Regions from separate parts of the Mus musculus genome. Here region 1 is linked to region 2. A link is a contact called in public Hi-C data. All regions are on one chromosome and are shown on one strand. Each heading gives the region's core, a stretch centred on a gene start, on an enhancer-like site or on the middle of the called end of the contact. The rest is flanking DNA. Distances are from core to core; before and after follow the strand shown.

Evidence for each region. A called contact is a pair of places that touch in the nucleus more often than the background predicts.
Region 1: a Hi-C map of conventional dendritic cells shows a contact between it and region 2, with 2.5 times the contacts expected there. The contact joins two enhancer-like sites. A contact is called at or near these places in 1 of 39 promoter capture datasets (liver), 14 of 484 Hi-C or Micro-C datasets (the G1E-ER4 cell line, the N1E-115 cell line, the STO cell line and 10 more), 15 of 115 datasets of contacts at active chromatin or transcription factors (the 230-238 cell line, the HPC-7 cell line, bone marrow-derived dendritic cells and 11 more) and 3 of 9 other capture datasets (adipose tissue, liver and pancreatic islet).

What each region holds. Positions count from the first base shown.
Region 1 is chr2:27,403,449-27,406,699 of GRCm38.p6, forward strand. All of the region lies in intron 1 of Vav2 (vav 2 oncogene), which reads right to left. Among named protein-coding and RNA genes, the nearest start is that of Vav2, 23 kb to the right of the region's middle. Within about 2 kb of position 1,908, at least 86 of the 459 cell types and tissues checked have an H3K27ac peak or open chromatin away from gene starts, as enhancers often do. A contact at or near this core is called in the HPC-7 cell line, bone marrow-derived macrophages, conventional dendritic cells and 1 more, where this site is marked.
Region 2 is chr2:27,348,715-27,352,319 of GRCm38.p6, forward strand. The region is part of intron 2 of Vav2 (vav 2 oncogene); the gene reads right to left. Among named protein-coding and RNA genes, the nearest start is that of Vav2, 77 kb to the right of the region's middle. Within about 2 kb of position 1,792, at least 35 of the 459 cell types and tissues checked have an H3K27ac peak or open chromatin away from gene starts, as enhancers often do. A contact at or near this core is called in the HPC-7 cell line, bone marrow-derived macrophages, conventional dendritic cells and 1 more, where this site is marked.

The sequences.
Region 1 (3,251 bases), core at 658-3,157, 55 kb after region 2:
TCACATGGGCATTCAGAGGACAGTTCTGATCTAAACAACAGCAAACAAAAGCCTTGGTTTCTGCGACTCCTGTCCCTCTCTACCATTCACACTGCTCACAGGTCCCCACCCGACTGCTCTGGATAGGGCTCCAGAGCTTGGGCCAGCCACATGAGGGCCTAGCATAGGATCCATCTTGGACTCTAAGTAACAAAGTCTCCATGGGACCCCTGCCTGAGTCCAGTCTCTCACTCTCCCTACCAGACACCACATCTCACTTCTGCCGCAGATGCCCCAGAGCTAGTGTGGTATGTCACTGTAGGGCAGAGTAGAACACGCCTAACCACCTTCCAGGCAGAGGTCTTGGTTTAAATCTTCCCCACCAGCCATTCCCGAGAACTCCTGTCCTCAGAGACCATGACTCCAGACTGCACGCAGATCTCAGATCCAAACCCACTACCCAGTGGCTGAAACAGGCTAGAGTCATCTGGGAACAGGCAACCTGGATAGAGAAAAAGCCTCCAGCAGATGGGCTGTAAGCAAGCCTAAGGAGCATTCTCTTGATTAATGATTGATGTGGGAGGGGCAGCTACAACAATCCCCTCATTCCTGCAAAAGCAGGCGACTGTCCCACATGGGACAACTCTATGTATTACTAGAAACAGTGCAAGCCCCCTCTTTCTCAACCACGCAGCACACCCCTCAGTTCATGGGGAAACCACTCCCGTGGCTGTCGTAGCTAGGTGAGCACACCTGGGATGCTGGTATGTGATGTGTGTGCGTGCAAGCTGTGTGTGGGCAAGAGGTGGGTGTGTGCACACCTGGGAGCATGTAGTGGGTGTGCCCGTGCATATGGATGGATGGATGGGTGTGAATGTGTCTCTGTTATGACTGATAAAAATGTCTTAATGAAAAAATTTTAGAAGATTCCAGGGAAATAAGTCTGGACTGTCAAGGGGAGGAAGGCGAGATGTAAACATGTTTTTCCTGTTTCTTAAATGCAATCGGCTTTCATTTTGCTCTTTGTGTACAGTAAACACAAGCTTAGCAGGGGGCGGGGAGGGGGGCAGACTTCCTGCTGCCCCAACAGACTCTGCCCCCTGCATGCAAAGAGGAGGCTACCTCTGTTCCACAGGATGATGCCAACAACAGACATCCCAGCAGCTTGCCGAGCTGATTCCTTGGGTCTCTTAACAGTCTCTTAGTGAGGCCCCAGAGAGTCACTATCCACTTTGTCAGCTTACAGGGTCCACCAAAGACTTTGCCTCTGAAGTCTCCAGGCCTCTCAGTTACATCATGGAAAAAAAAAAAAAAAAAAAAAAAAAAACAGTGATCCATCCCCAGGTCAATTCCATTCCCGCACAAGCAGAGGGGTCAGCCATCAGTGGCAGCCCTGCTCCAGCAAAATGCACCCTGGGAAGGCTCAGATGGGAGGCACGTTACCCTCAATCTGCTCCCCTCTTACCTAGTTTCACTCTGAACATTAGGACCAGAAGCCACTGGGGCAGATAGCACAGGGCAGAACTCTGCTAAACATGACTTCCCAGGTGGCCCTGGGCAAGTCCCTGACCTTTCAAGAGCCTTAGTTACCCCAACCAAATAGCTCTGCAGTTTCCTGAGTTGGGGGGTGGGGAGGGGAAGGGAGTCAGAAAGACTTCCTCAGAAGTTAGAGGGGCCTTTCTCCAGCTCTCTAACCCAGGCTCTCAGTGACCTTCCAGGTCCCCTCACACCATCCACCCTTCCCCAGGGCCCTGCACTGTCCTCAGCTCTCTAGACCCCTAGGCCTCCTCTCAGATCACTGGAAAAACTCTTCTGTCTGTAGAAAGAGGACAAGGACACAGCTCCCCACTGCTCCCCACACCCCCCATCAGCTTGAGGAATTCCCCTGAACTTTCAGGAACTTAGACTCAGGCCACACTGGGTTCATGGCTTCTTCTTTTGTTTCTGGTTTTCCCCCCACAAGCAGGTATGGCTTCTTAGCTCTTAGACTATAGCTCTTCTCAGGGCTGGGGGTGGAAGGAGGTGTGTCCAGTGAGGCCAGTCTCTGGGGTTCCCTTTCTCAAAGGCCCATGAAAAAAATCAGTGAAAAGCTGAACTTTCTAGAAATTCCAATCCCACTGGCTCCAGGCCCCTCAGTGCCCAATCTCTGCCCCCTCCTCCAGGCAGGGAGAGGGGACGGGGCTCCACGGATGCCAGGGCAACAGGTGGGGCGGCCAAGGTCAGGAGTGCTCACAGCTGCAGACTCACCCTCAGGCCCCACCCCAAAAGAGCCCAGCATGTGAGAGGCTACCCAGGCATAGAGGACAGGCCAGGAAAGCTACACCAGATCTGGCATTTCACAGCTGGGTCAGGAGAACGGCAGGGTATACTGACTGGAGCCTCCTTCATGCCTTTGGCACCCTGGGTCCCACGGCCAACCAGAGTTCCTGTTGAGGCATCTAGGAACACTGGTTTCTTGTCCTCTTATCCTTGCTAGCATGTTCTGGGCTGGGATAGCCACTGCCATCTTACCAAAGGGGGACACAGTGGCCCAGGGGTGGTGCCTGTGCTGAGGAAGGGTCACAGGTCCTGTCTCATATGAACAGGACAGGAAGAAGCCTGGTGTAAGACCAGTTTTTTGGTTTTGGGTTTTCTTTTTGTTTGTTTTTGTTTTCATTTTTCTCCCAATATAGAAATAACCTCTCCTAGACAAAGGGAAGGCAGGGTTGCTAATGACCTTGGCCTCCCTGCCCAGCTGCTCTAGTGCCTTGTCCAAGCTGGTGCTCTGAGTGACACAGGAGCCATCAGATGTTGGGTTCCGCACCTCCTCACTGGTGCCTCAAATCCCTAGCTCACCATGGAGATGGGTATAGTTGCCCTGGCCTGAGCCCAACATGCGTCCTCCAGTCTCCCCACAAATGGACACTCAAGATTGTTGCCACAGTTTCACCTCTAGTCAGGTGCACAATGATAATAGATGTTCTCAATAAAGATGTGCATCACGAAGTGGGAAGGGCTTCCTTCCATCACGGGAATTCCCATGCTGGGCCAAAGGCCCCAAATTCCAGGTTCCTAGCAAACTCACCCTGTAGGCAGAGCAAGAAACAGAAAGCTGGGGCTGGAGAGATGGCTCAGTAGTTAAGAGCACTGACTGCTCTTCCAAAGGTCAAGGTCATGAGTTCAATTCCGAGCAACCGTATGGTGGCTCACAACCATCTATAACCATCCAATGCCCTCTTCTGGTGTGTCTGAAGACAGTGACAGTGTGCTGAGTACTCACATACAATAAATAA
Region 2 (3,605 bases), core at 542-3,041:
GGCTGTGCAGACACTTAAAAATTTACAAGAGCATACTAGAACAATGTGTAACAAGAACAACACTGACTCTCCTGCCTCAAACACCTGTCCAGCTGATGGACAGGAGCAGACAGAGCTCAGCAAAGGGGTCCCCCAGGGACACACTGCAACCCTAGGCAATGAGCTTCCATCTCAGGGGGCTGGCAGTCAGCTGGGGCTAGCACTATATGCCCATCTAACCAGAGGACCCCAGACTCAGTTCCACTCTGAGGTTTAAGCACATCCTTCCCCCGAGGCTCACAAGCAACTGACCACTCTCCATCAATTGACTTTGGTGACCCTTGTGGTTTTGTGGCCAAGGAGGGGAATCAAAACTAATGATGAGATTTCAAAACATCAGCCAAAGTCCATCGAGACAATCAGCCATGCGACCTCTTGGTCGTATGCACAGCATGTGCACACACACTTGACAAAGCCACCCACGTAATGATCACAGGTTCCTCCCTCAACCACTGGTTATGTGTCACCTACATACTTGCCCTACCTCCAGGTGGGACACAGGCCACCAAACCCAGTCCTTTGCCATCCAGCAAAGAAGCACTTCCTCCTGCCCTCATCCCTGGGGTCCAGATGCTCTGTCCAGTGACTAGAAGCTACCACTTCCCAGAAGATCAACAGATGCTGGGCAATGAGGTCAAATCTCCATGCAGAAGCTAGTTTTTACCTACAAATCCCATCAAGCTATCTACAAAAAAGAAAGTTCCCTGTACCTATGGAATACATCTATCAGAAGTTGCTTGAAAACAAGACTAGAGATGTTGTAACCTTGTGGAAGAGACAGCAGGTGTCAGGTCAGTGGAGGAGAGCTGGCCTCTGTTCCTCCCCACCAGCCTGGGTTGACAAAGTCAGCTACCACCCAGGCCCAGATGCAGGGCTCTGAGTTGGCCTACCCCAACATCTCCTCCATCTATGAGCTGCTAAGGCACACAGAGAGGTTGGTCCTGCAGAGCCATAGCTGCAGGATCTCCATGAGCCTGGGCAAGCATCCGGTACAGCAGAAGCCAGAGGCCTTGAACCAGACCAATGGCTTATTGCAATGAACATTATTTGGGCAAAAGGTGTTTGGGGAGAGGGAGGAACCAACTGTGTGACACCGCATCTCCCAATGCCACTACAATGAAGAAACATGTGATGAAGAGGCTCAAAGATGTAGGATCAGAGCAGTGCATGCACAGCAGAGCTGGAGACTTGACAGCTGTGATGGGCTGGGAGAAGGCTGCGGTTGATGGAGGAGCAGGTCCTTGTCCACTGGGGTCTCCAGGATGCTGTGCGACAGCCTGGTGCTTGTGTGGACTCAGCCTCGGAAAAGCTGCCCAGTCACACGATCATTTTGGCTCTGAACGGCAACAACAGGATGACCCTGATGAAGAGCGGTCCATTTACTGGATTGGACATCCTCCTCCTAGAAAGACCTCCATGGTCCATGTTTCTCCTTGAAGCCATGCTGGTCAGTGGCCTATGCTTTGGCAGGGAACCATGTTGATGTCCAAGGGCCATGTTGTCACTGGAGACCAGACGGAGGTCCTTGGCACATATTGATGCCAGAGACCACGTGGATGTTCACAACCCGTGCTGCTTCCAGAAACCTGTGTTCGTACTGACTATGAAGGTTTTCTTCTCCTTTCTTCCTTTGGTGGGGATGGGAAGGTCATGGGAAGGACTGGGAGGTGAACCCAATCCTGGTGCATGATGTGAGAGTTCCAAAGAGGAAGTTAGTCTTATAGTGTCATCGATGACTGCAGACATACAGTTGAGAAAGAGGAACATTTAAAGACTCCTGTGACAACTCCTGCCTCCACCCAAAGTCACAAAGTAACAGCCTAGAGAGGAAGCAGTCACAGGGAACTGAAAATTTTTTGTGATAAGGATCTCTCCACAGCTGATGGCTTCTGGGGGGGCGGGGGGTGCAGGTGGAGAAGGACGCAGCTTCCCTGAGCGGGTAGACTCGGAGAGTCTGACCATGTCCCAGTGAGCATGTGGACACCACAAAGTGGACTTGTGGTAAGTTTTTATTTGTTTGGTTTTCTTTTCCTTTCTTTTTTGGGGAATGGGAGGTCATGGGAGGGGCTGGGAGGTGAATGTCATCACAGTGCCTGATGTGAGAGTCTCAAATAATCAATAAAAATAGTATGTTAAAAAAAATAAACCTGCCAGGTGTGTTGGCGCACGCCTTTAGTCCCAGCACTCGGGAGGCAAAGGCAGGTGGATTTCTGAGTTTGAGGTCAGCCTGGTCTACAAAGTGAGTTCCAGGACAGCCAGGGCTATACAGAGAAACCCTGTCTCAGAAATAAATAAATAAATAAATAAATAAATAAATAAATAAACCTACAGAGACTTGAAGTGGAAACCTAAGGGTTTGTTGGAAAGTCAGCTGTGTCAGATGGTGTTTCGCCAAAGCAGACACATGAAGAAACATTTTGCTGAAGCAAACACAGGTAAAAGGATGTTCTGCTAGAGCAAGCATGTGAAAAAAACACATGGAGGATTCTTCACTGATGATGCTCACGTATTGGTCTTCCTGACACTGTGTAGTTGAGATGCCTTTGTCGGGACTCCATAGAGAGAAACACACCAAAAAACTTCTGGTGGTGTGCTGCGGCTTCTTGCTGCTTCTGCAGACTCAACCTCAGGGCAGTTGGCAGAGTGATGTCAGCTGAGACAGATGCTAGTGCTGAGGCAAGCCAGGTGGTCTTTGGAGGGAGCATAAATAGGACCCAAGGGATGGTAAGAGGGGCTTGCTCATAGAGCTAACTCTGCAAATGCTTCTTGGTCTCCCATCTTGGCTGATCCTCACTTGGCTGAGAGCAGCATGGCAGGAAACGTCTCTGGTGTGCTTGCTGATGCTGGTTTCTCCTGCTGACACGATTCAGCTGAGGCCTGGTTGTTCCTGCTAAGCTGTGCCAGGGCTACTGCTAGCCCAACACTACTGAACGTGACTGCGAGGGGGGGGGGGGTAATCCAAGAAGTGTTTGCAAGTAGATTAAGCTGCTGCTGCTGTCCTGCAAACTGAACTGCTGATTTCCTGACTACGCAGATGGGATTTGCTCCAAAGAACAATTTCTAAACAGGTCCACTTCCCCCACCCCCACCCCTCTTCCTTTCTATTTCACTACCTGTAGTGGGTAGTGGGCTACAAGGGAGGTTAAAGCATTTAAGAACCATGATTAAAAGTAGGCTTTAAAAAATTAAAGCTACAGAGACTGGGCAGTTGTGGCTTCTATCCTTTCATTCCAGCACCCGGGAGGCGGAGGCAGGTAAATATCTGAGTTTGACCAGCCAGCATGGTCTACAGCGTGAGTTCCAGGGCAGCCAGGGCTACAGGAAAACCCTTTCTCGAAATAATAATAATAATGATAATAACAACAACAACTATAGAGACCAGAAGATGGCTCAGTGGTTGAGAGCACTTGCTGCTCTTCCAGAAGACACAGATTAAAATCTCAGAATCCACATGATAGCTCACAACCTAGATGGTTGTAATAATGAGTTCCGTTCCTAGCATCCACATTGGCTGCTCATAATTGTCTGTAACTCTAGCTCCAAGAGACCCAGCACCCTCTCTGAAC